Linked DNA regions of Triticum aestivum: region 1 is linked to region 2. A link is a contact called in public Hi-C data. All regions are on one chromosome and are shown on one strand. Each heading gives the region's core, a stretch centred on a gene start, on an enhancer-like site or on the middle of the called end of the contact. The rest is flanking DNA. Distances are from core to core; before and after follow the strand shown.

Region 1 (5,646 bases), core at 1,241-3,740, 360 kb before region 2:
GAACAATTGGAGCATATAAGAAGGGAGATTGCCACCAAGTGTGGAGGAGTGGCCTTAGCGGCCCAATCACTTGGATACATGTTGAACGGCATGAGGTCAGATGAATGGGAGTCGATGAGAGACAGTCATATTTGGAATCTATCTACTTCTATGGGCCATGAAGTGCTTGCGTCCTTACAGCTAAGCTACAGCCACATGTCTGCTTGGTTGAAGTTGTGCTTTTCCTATTGTGCAATCTTTCCAAAAGGTCACAAAATAGCCAAGTATGATCTAATTCACCAATGGATTGCTCTTGGATTCGTCGAGCAATCTAGGATATTTGATTCTATGCAGCTCTGCGAGAATTATGTCACTCAACTTTTGGGGATGTCCTTCCTTCAATATTCAGAGGCACCTTGGGTGAGTTACAACATAATTTTACTCTTACTTTCAACCTTAGATATTCCAGCTCACATATAGTATGTTTTCACGATGACTCCTGGAGCAGAAGCATTGTAGTGCACATGCTCCTGTTGCAATTATTTTTTTCACATTTTATTGGAAAGTTAAGAAATGTGTATGTTGTACAAATGTACGGTGTTATGCTCACTAACAAAAAAACGTGAATGAATATACATTCATGGATTGTACGAAGTTAAATTTATGCACACATCATTTCTCCATTTTGGCCAAATTTTGTCGGATAACAAATATGAATAGTTTAAAATATTTGTAATAGTGGTCATACCCTAATACAATACACAATAAGTGTGTGCCAAATATATATTTGCACTCTGAAACTCCCTCGGATAACGAAGGCGCCGTAGGATAGAGGGACAGAGTTGAATCGGATTAGATCTGGCGGGCTGCCAGTTGGTACGTCTACTGGGCAGCAGTGGCCAAATTAGCAACACAATTCTCTTCTGAATAATTTAGGTAATCAACCACTCAACGTAGCTAAAATATAATCAATCACTCAACGTTTAGGACGACTACCCTTCTTAAATTTACGTATAGGAAGGCGGAGGGATTGCCACCGTTAGTCGGAGGGCACCCATGATGCTTTAGTTAACACAGGTGCTCGAGTGGCGACATTTTGGCTGCTATCAGCGTGCACGGGATTGCGAGTTCATCCACCAGGTAGATATCATGGAGGCCCTTTGGCGAGGATGGGTTCATTTGGAACCTCTCGGCCTTTACATTATATATTCTGTGTAGTCGGCCTTTCCACGTTCTCGGTCCAGCAGATCGCCTCTGAGCCGGACGAAGACTTCCCGCTGGTTCCTATTCGGCGCCTTAAGCGCCCGTTACAGGCATTCCTGCTAACGGGCGCACACCCCTCTCCCCCTCCTATCGCTACTAACGGGCCGGCCCATCTCCCCATTGTTATATGGTTTCTATACCGCAAAAAAGGAACCCCAGATAGAATCGAACACAAGACCTCCTGCACCAATGGATACTGCACTAACCACCACGCCACCCAACCCGCGCGGACAAGTAATATCTTTTGTTTCCTTTATTCTTTCGTATTTCCTTTTTCCATTACTTTTTTTCCTTTTTTCCTTTTTCTATTTTCTGTTTTTTTCTCTTCTTCCTTTTTCAAATGGATTAACGTTTTACAATTTTTCTATGCAACCTTTCGAAAATCAATAAACCATTTTTCAAATTTGATAAACTTTTCTCAAAATTGGTGAACTGTTCATTTTTTTGATGAACTTTTTTTTGGAAATTGATAAACTGTTTTCAAATTTGATGACTTTTTCAAAACCAATGAACTTTTTCCAAAATTGGTGAACTTTTTACAAATTCGATGATCTTTTTTCAAATTTTTGATGAACTTCTTTGAAATTCCATGAACTTTTTTCCAATTTCGATGAACTTTTTTCAAATTCATTTGTTTTCAAATTCGGTGAACTTTTTTTCATTTTTGATGTTTTTTTTTCAAATTTTGATGAACTTTTTTCATATTCCATGAACTTTTATTGAAATTCGATGAACTTTTTTCAAAATCAATGAAGTTTTCACAAATTTGATGAACTTTTTTTCAAATTCGATGAACTTTTTTCAAATTCAATGAACTTTTCCCAAAGTCGATGATTTTTTTTTCAAAAACGATGAACTTTTCCAAAGTCGATGAATGTTTTTTCAGAATTCGTGAATTTTTTTGAAAATTGATGAACTTTTTCCAATTTTTATGAACTTTTTGAATTCGTCAATGTTTTTCGAATACATGAATTTTTTTTTTCTAATTTGTGATGTTTATTAAATTCTGTGGACATTCAAAATTTGTTCAGATTTCTTTTCCAAAGAAATACTATTTTTCTAAAGTAGTTCTTAAACCTTTCGCGTTGCAAGATTTTCGTAAGGGCTGTATTGGTCTACTGGTTAGCTGACCATGCACAGGACCTTAATGGTGCCGGTTCGATTCCTTATGGAAGCAGCAGTTGCGTTTCTTTTTTCTCCGATGTGAATACATTTTTGCACTGCCCCTGCTGTTCATGGGCCGGCCCATTCGCGAGCTGCAGTGCGCGCCGGTTGCGCCAACCGGCGCATAAGGCGCCGAAGAGGAGGTCTCAGACTTCCCATCCTGGGGAAATCCTATTTGGCGCTGCAGGCGCCGGTTAACGTGCATTTCGTTAACGGGCGCCTGCAGCGCACACCACCTACCGCAAGCTGGGCCGGCCCGTTTACTTGTTTTCTCATTTTGATAAATCGGAAAAAACAGCGCTCTAGGTAGGATTCGAACAAGCGATCTCCTGGTTTCGAGAACACCGCGATAACCACCGACACACTCCTTCGGATCTGACTGATTACCTTCTTTTGAGAGTAAATACTTACTGTTTTTTCGAACGATTTTGTTTGATTTTTTCTTTTTACTTTCTTTTTATTCTTACATTTCTTGATAATTAATAAATGCGCGAACTTTTGTAATTTTCGCTACTTTGTTTTGGTAAAATCGATGAACTATTTTTCAGTTCGTAAACCTTTTTTGAATTCGATAAACTTTTTTTAAATTGATGAACTATATTTTCAAAATCAATGAACTTTTTTCAAAAGTTGTGAATTTTTTTTCAAAACTCGTGAACTTTCATGAAAATGGGTGAACTTTTTTTCAAAACCGATGAATTTTTTTCAATTGTATGAACTCTTTGTGAAAATCGATGAACTTTTTCAATTTTCTTGAACTATTTTGTATTTGATGAACTTTTCCAAAATTTTCATGAACTTTTTTCAAACTCACGAACTTTTTTAATTTCGCTAACTTTTCTGGAATTAGTGAACTTTTTCAAATTTATGAAAAAAAATCTGGAAATAGTGAACTTTTTTCAATTTTCGTTAGCTTTCTTGAATAAGTGAACCTTTTCTTTTTGAAACAAATTCGTGAACCTTTTTTAAATCTGTGAACATGTAATTTTGGAACAGCGCGGCTGCAATTGTCCTTAAACCCTTCGCGGTAATGTTAGCCAGTCTTATGAGCGGGTCTAGTGGTAAGCCAACTGCGTACTGCAAGGCAACGACACATGTTTGAATCCTCGGCGCGACAAGTTTTTTAGGTATTTTTTCGCTGTTGTTGCTTGTTCGTGGGCCGGCCCACTAAGGCGGCGCAGCGAGCGCCAGTTTGGTTCAGCGGCGCTGAACGCGCTGAATAGGAGGTCCCTCCCCATCTTTGGCTGATTTGTTTTTTCTTTTCTTCCGTTTTTGCCTATTGTTCACGGTGCTCTCTCTCTCTCTGCTTTTCTCACGCATTCAACTTTGACTAGTGTTTGTTTAGTCCACTGCACTAACTAACTTCGTCTTAACCTCTATGGATTTAGCGTTGACCCTTTTCTCGCTTGATCTAATAGGCACAACTTTGACCACTGCATGTCTTCCAATAACTTTTCAGCTGATACTATACTCACAACGACAAAATATTGTTCCATATTAATGGCCATGAAAATATCATACCCACACGGAAGTACTTCCATGGATATACTGCTATGTTTACGTACATTTTTTTTACGGTTATATGGCAGCATTTCCATGGATAAATTTACCACTACAAAATGAAATCAAATCAAAATTCTAACAACATTATTTTTTCAAATTTTTTTTGCTGCAGGGTTATAGACAAGAAGACAAATATATTACATTCTTCACGATGCATGACCTAGTGCATGATCTCGCAAGAGAGATTTTGGCCCATCAACTTAACATGGAGGGAAACAAATGCTGCTATGCATTGCTCACAGATTGTACCAAGTCATTGCAGCTGTCTTTTCCTGCAAATATATATTCGCTGCACTTTAGGGGCTGTTACGGACAAGAACTTTGTGATGGTGCATTTTCGTCAGCTAAGTGCCTCCGTGTTTTGGATTTAAGTGAATGCTTAATTAAGAAGTTACCTGACTGTATTGGTCAATTGAAGCAGTTGAGATTTCTTCATGCTCCACAAATCCGATATGAAATGGTTCCCAATTGTATTACTGAGCTCTCACAGTTAAATTACCTGAACCTTAGAGACTCTGGTAAAATCTCAGCACTGCCGGAGTCAATTGGTGATATGAAAGCTATGATGCATCTTGATTTATCAGGCTGTGTTGAAATACGTGAACTCCCAATATCATTTGCAGAGCTCAAGCAGCTGGTTCATCTGAATTTATCACACTGTAGTATGTCTGAAGCAGAAGCTTTGGGTGGCTGTACCAAACTTCAGTATCTGAATTTATCAGGTAACGAGGAACATATCAGAAGGTTGTCAAAGGTCATTAGCAATCTAATTAAGCTCAGGTATTTAAATCTATCGGGGTGCATGAACGCCATGGTGCCGGCATCAGAAAACGACATTGTCAGATTGCTTGACACTATATGTACTCTTTCTAATCTAGAACAGCTGGACCTGTCTAAGAATCAAGTGTCTTTTTGTATACCAGAAATTATTGGCAACCTCGCGAAGCTTCATACATTGGACCTGTTAGGCTGCTACAGATTGAAGCTTCCTGCTGACTTTGTGGTGCGTATTTCAAGATGTAACTCTGGAAGGATTTTCTGCTTGCATATGTGTACAAATCCTTATGCGCTGACGATATATAGACTTGAAAATGTGAAGTCTGCAGAAGAGGCACACAGTATAAAACTGATAATGAAACAAAAGACTAAAGAGCTAAGATTTGAATGGACTGTAGCAGCTTCAAGGTTTGTGGAAGACAAGGAGGTGTTGGAAAAACTAGTGCCACCAAGCAGTGTAAGGGTATTGCATATAACTGGTTACAGTAGTGTCAGCGTTCCTGATTGGCTTATGGGTATCAGGCAGTATCTCCCTAATCTTTCTGAGTTATATTTCTGTGATTTTCCTAATTGCAATGACCTACCATCACTTGGTCAACTACCATACCTACGAGAGCTAGGTCTGTGCCGCATGGAGAGCTTGGAAGAGTGGCACACGGCATATACCAGTGGCGAGCCTAAGCTTGGGGCATTGACCATAGATCAATGTGCCAAGTTGACGATAAAACCATGTGCACCAAGAGCTACGGTTTTGCGGATAATAGATTCTGATAATGTGCTATCACACAGTGGTGCTTCCTCTTCTCCAATAACAAAACTGACTGTCAAAAACAGCAAGGTGCCCTTGCATCAGTGGAGGTTGCTTCACCGACTCCCTGTACTCCGAGTTTAACTATCACT
Region 2 (5,508 bases), core at 827-3,326:
TCGTAATAGTCCTGCCTGCTTCCATGCCCTTGCTTCGTTATCAATGCTCTTTAGCACCTCTCGCGTGGATGGCGCCTCCCCGTCAAAGACCACGGCATTTCGATGGATCCACAGCTTCCATAGGACCAAGATAAAGATCGTCCTAGCCAATTTCCGGTGATGCCTGGTGTCGTCCTGCCTGATGCACCACTCCGGGAGCGACTCCATCGCCGTTGGAGCACTTTCTGGCCGTCCCAAGGCCAGGCACACCTTGCTCCAAACCTCTCGAGCGAAAGCACATCCGATCATGATGTGAGCGATAGTCTCCTCGTGCTGGCCACAGAAAGGACACGAGCTTTGGTGAGGGAGGCCCCTCCTAGCCATGCGGTCGGAGGTCCAACATCTATTTTTCATGGCCAGCCAGACGAAGAACCGAAGCTGTAAGGGCGCCTGCGACGCCCACGTGAACTCTGCCATTGGAGCAGTCTCAAGCCCCGCAAACTTGGCCGCGTATGCCGATCGCGCTGAGAACCTGCCATCCTTCTCCCACGCCCAAAGAATCTTGTCCGGTGCGTCCTCATCGAGGGTCACACCCTCAACCCGCTGCCATAATGCCAGGAACTGTCCGAGCATGCCTGCCGAAAGTTCAGGCCCAATGTCCGCCGCCCATGCATGATTCGTGAGCGCATCTGCAACTGTTCTTGAGGACCTCGCATGTCTCGATACCTTGGAGTAAATCATGGGTGCCAGGTCCTGGACTCTGAAGCCGTCGATCCACTTGTCTTCCCAAAAACGTGTGTCTTGCCCATGCCCTACTGAAGCTGTTGTCGCCGCACGAAAGAGCGCCCTTGACTCTGCTGGGATTGTGATTTGGAAATCTGCCCATGGCCTAGTATGATCTGTACGTTGTAACCACGGCGTCCTGGCCATCATCGCGATGTTCAACCATCTCAGATTTGGTATGCCGAGTCCTCCTGCCCACTTAGGGCGGCAAACCAGATCCCACGCCACGGCGCAATTACCACCGCACGCGTCCATCTTACCACACCAGAGGAAACCCCGACAGATCTTCGTCAGGGCGGTGAGGGTCTTCGGAGGTATGTTCATGGCGAGCATGGCATGAATTGGGATTGCACATAGTCCAGAGAGAATGAGGATGAGCCGTCCACTTTTTGGTAAGGTAGCGGCCTTCCAGTTGGGCAGGCGGCTAGCGAATTTCTCCACCAAGTAATGGAACTGTGCCGGGGTGGCCTTTCTGATTGAGAGCGGTAGTCCAAGGTACTTACAAGGGAAAGATGCCTTCGTGCAGTCTAAGGATGTGCAAACTGCCTCAAGCTCCTCCGTTGAGCAACGGATAGGTAGTGCCGCACTCTTAGCAAGGTTCACCACAAGGCCTGAGGCAGCCCCAAACAGCTCCAGGATCTTTCTGCAAGCTCTGATTTCCTGAGCCACGGGCTTGAAAAACAACATGACATCGTCGGCGAACATGGACAATCGCTGGTGCACTCCATTTGCAGCAAGGGGGGCAAAGATGCCCTGATCCGTGGCCTTGCTGAACAAGGCTTGTAGAGGCTCCATACAGAGGATGAAAAGCATGGGGGAAATCGGATCTCCTTGTCTCAGCCCACATGCATTATATATCGTCTCATCCGGCACCCCGTTTACCGCAATTTTCGTCGTCGAGGTGGCAAGCAGTCCACATATCCACTCGGTCCATCTCCTCTCAGGAACTAATTAATTGTGGTATATTATGCACAATAGCAATAGCATTGCGCTAGCACCGTATTGTGGATCATGGTAATCTAGTTCCTCTTAACAAGTTTTTGTATGTGTTATACATTATCTGTATAATCAATTAATTTTTTAGATTTTATATCTATTCTCCACCACAGATTATAAAATAAGTTAGCATATAATACTCCATCGACAACAAGCTGAGTCTAAGGCGCCTAAACAAATGAATAGCTCTAGAGAACAAATCAAAAATATTAGCAGAGGGGCTAAGGCGCAAAAGAGGCTGGCCATGCATTATCATGGCCCTATTATTCTACACGCCCACACCAACACCCTCGCTGCCATTATTATTTCTGCCTGCCCCCCTCCCTCCTCTCTCACTCTCTTTATCTATTTCCATCCGCATTTGCATCGCTCGCCTTTCGCATTGCAGCCTCTCAAAACAGCCAAACCGAACCCCAAAAGCTCGCCGAGAAACGCAGAAAGGAGCGAAGCAAACCAAGCAGCAGCAGCAGCGGAAGAAGAAGAAGAAGCGAGGAGCTGAGCCAGCTAGCAATGGCGGCGGACCTGGGCTTCGAGGCGACCGAGCTCCGGCTCGGCCTGCCCGGCGGCGGCGAGGGGGAGGCGAGGAGCTCCTCCGGCAAGAGGGGCTTCGCCGAGACCATCGACCTGAAGCTCAAGCTGGAGCCGGCCGGCGAGGAGGCGCCGGCCGAGGAGGATCGGGCCGACGTGGCCGTGGTCGCCGCCGCGGCGGCAGAGAACCAGGAGGAGACGGCGACCGACGCCGGCGGAGGGAAGATGAAGAGGTCGCCGAGCCAGAGCAGCGTCGTCACCACCGCCGCGCTGCCCGACCCCGCCGAGAAGCCGCGCGCTCCCAAGTACGTGCATCTCCATCTCTATCTCCACTCCACCCATCTCTCTGCTACGCTCTGCTCTGCATGCAGCTCAGCTCTGCTCGTCTTAAGCTCTTCGTACCGCAAGCTTTCAAAAAACAAAACAAAACATAAAAACGCGAGCCTAACTAACTAGTTTGCGAGCAAAACCAACTTGATTAACGGGCAGTTAACGGCATGAGTCGCTCTGCTTCTCTTGCCATGATCGATCTAGCTTAGCTTGTACTAGTCCATGCATGTTCAATCACGGCCGGTGATCATCAGATCGAGGGCTGATCATGGATGAGTAGAGAGGAGATGATGGGTGAGATCTACGGAGAGATTCATCCATCCATCTCCATCTGCAGCGGCAGCAGCGGTAGCCAGCAGAGAGACAGCAGCATGTTACGTGTGGGGCAGTGGGGGACAGTGCCTAGTGCCGACACGATAAAAGAAAGCCACGCACACTGCACTCCACTGCACTGCTGCCCCTCCCTCCCTCTCGCACGGTTTACTTTTTTGGTCCACGTCGCCATCATCCCCATATCACTCGTATCCTGTCCTCACGCTACAATGGCAAGGAGAAAGATAATAGATTGTCATATTGCCCATACTGCCCCTTCCCGGCCATGGCATTGGCATCCACTGTATCAAGATATGGCATGGCCCCACCTTGTTGGGTTCGGCGTTCTAGATCTATCTGCCCCCGATCTCCTCCCTCTTGTACAAATCAAGCTGAAACTTATCACATTCTATATATATTCTGTGTCACTTTAGACCTTTAGTAGATATATATAGTATGAAGAAGAAGAAAAAGGTAGGTAAAAAGTAACCAACATGCAGTAGTTTTTGTTTTTATTCATCTGAGTAAACAGTTGAAAATGTGCTGTGGAGATGTATGTGCCATGTGTGGATAACAAAAACGAGAGGACAAAGGTTGCATGCATGTCATGCGTTGCCACAAAAGTTTTCATTTCATAGAAGAGCGAAGAAAAGGGGGAACAAAATGGATCTGAATTTATATATATTTGCAACCCATGGATCATGAAAGAAACCCATGCATCTGTGTATGTTAGTTTAACATAACATGTTTAAAACTAACCAAATCGTTTGGGTGGTTAATTTTATCCAGGGCGCAGGTGGTGGGGTGGCCTCCGGTCCGGTCGTTCCGGAAGAACATCCTGGCGGAGAAGTCGTCGCCGGCGGCAGCGGCGGCGTTCGTCAAGGTGAGCATGGACGGCGCGCCCTACCTGCGCAAGGTGGACCTCAACATGTACAAGACCTACCAGGACCTCTCCAAGGCCCTCGAGAAGATGTTCAGCTCCTTCACCATCGGTATGCATGCTTCTTTTCTACATATCTCTAACACAATACTACATATTTCTCATGCTACCTCGGCCCGTTCGGAACACCGAAATTTCACGCGAGCGTATATATAAGTGTGTAAAAAAGTCAAAAAAAAGTGTGCATATTAGACCGCTGAATTTTCTAGAACTGTGTTTCCTAAACCCTAGTCCCATTTATTTATTACAAGATTGCTATCTATCTAGCTTTTGTTTTCTATCTACTCCCTCCGTTCCCAAATACTTGTCTTTCTAGGCATTTCAAATGGACTCAACATACGGATGTATGTAGACATATTTTAAAGTGTAGATTCACTCATTTTGCACCGTATGTAGTCACTTGTTGAAATCTCTATAAAGACAAGTATTTAGGAACGGAGGGAGTAGTATCTAGCTGTAGTGTTCCTGAACTTTTATACACAAAAAAGATCAGAACATATTTATGAAGTTACTGGCTATATATGGTACATGCATGCATGACTTGCGTATATGATTGCACTTCCATTTGCATGTATGGTGGTGGTCACCATGTGGTTTTGCCAGGGTGTGCATGATTTGCATCGATCCTATTCCTTGGTAGGTGTCTTCCCTGTCTGTGGCATATTGTCCTTGTCTCTCTACCATATGTACACAACAGCTAGCAAGCTCATGATCATGATCATGGCATCTGCTCACTCAGCTAGCTATCTTTGGTTGGTTCATGATTAGCATGAGTCGTTGTAACTTGATACCCAGTAAGCAATAATCCAACATGTTGGAGCGTGCATCTTGAAAAAGATGCAACCAATGGTCGGTTTCCCAAAAACAACAATTATTGGTTTTTCTCTGTTGTGGTGATTGTAGATTTGTGGCCCGTTGATTTGATACGGAACTTTATTCGGCACTTCTCGTTGTTAACTAGTAGACCATAACAACTGCTCTGAACTAGCAGTACGTATTTCCCAAATTACTGTTGGTGCTCTGGAATTAGATATTAATCCCAGTGTACGTGCTGTCACACTTCAGGAAACTGTGGAACTCCAGGGATGAACGGCATGAACGAGAGCAAGCTGATGGATCTTCTCAACGGATCCGAGTATGTTCCGACGTACGAGGACAAGGACGGCGACTGGATGCTCGTCGGCGACGTCCCATGGGAGTGAGTGTTGCATTCTTGATTCTCCATATGCATAATGCTCCATTTGTGTACTTTATTTCAAACATCTGAAGTACTACTCTGAATCTTTGGTAAGCACTGGCCTGATGTAACGCTCCGTTTTCTAAAATTTCAGGATGTTCGTCGAGTCATGCAAGCGCCTTCGGATAATGAAGGGATCAGAAGCTATTGGCCTTGGTCAGTAGATCTCTCTTAAGTTTCAGATCAGCGGATGAAATGCTTTTTTCTTCTAGAGGTTTTGTTAAGTTTTGGGGTGACTTTTGTTTTGATTGTGAATTGTTTTGTTTTATTTTGAATTGTTTCAGCACCAAGGGCGATGGAGAAATGCAAGAACAGGAGCTGAGGAGAGGATGCACTAAATGTTATGCAAGAATCAAAATACCTATATAACCTTGCTTGCTCATCCCTGTATCATATTCTCTGT

What was found. A called contact is a pair of places that touch in the nucleus more often than the background predicts.
Region 1: a contact with region 2 is called in a Hi-C map of leaf, with 6 times the contacts expected there. The contact joins the enhancer-like site here to the promoter of LOC123110437 in region 2. A contact is called at or near these places in 3 of 5 Hi-C or Micro-C datasets (leaf and an unstated tissue).

Annotation. Positions count from the first base shown.
Region 1 is chr5B:65,650,420-65,656,065 of IWGSC CS RefSeq v2.1, reverse strand. It overlaps the pseudogene LOC123114642. Among protein-coding and RNA genes, the nearest start is that of LOC123110439, 13 kb to the left of the region's middle. Within about 2 kb of position 2,490, at least 3 of the 8 cell types and tissues checked have an H3K27ac peak or open chromatin away from gene starts, as enhancers often do.
Region 2 is chr5B:65,289,330-65,294,837 of IWGSC CS RefSeq v2.1, reverse strand. LOC123110437 (auxin-responsive protein IAA30) reads left to right here and starts at 2,076. Exons shown (of 5, transcript XM_044530942.1): 1 at 2,076-2,591; 2 at 3,718-3,920; 3 at 4,934-5,066; 4 at 5,200-5,261; 5 at 5,390-5,508. The coding sequence starts at 2,269. The coding sequence ends at 5,427.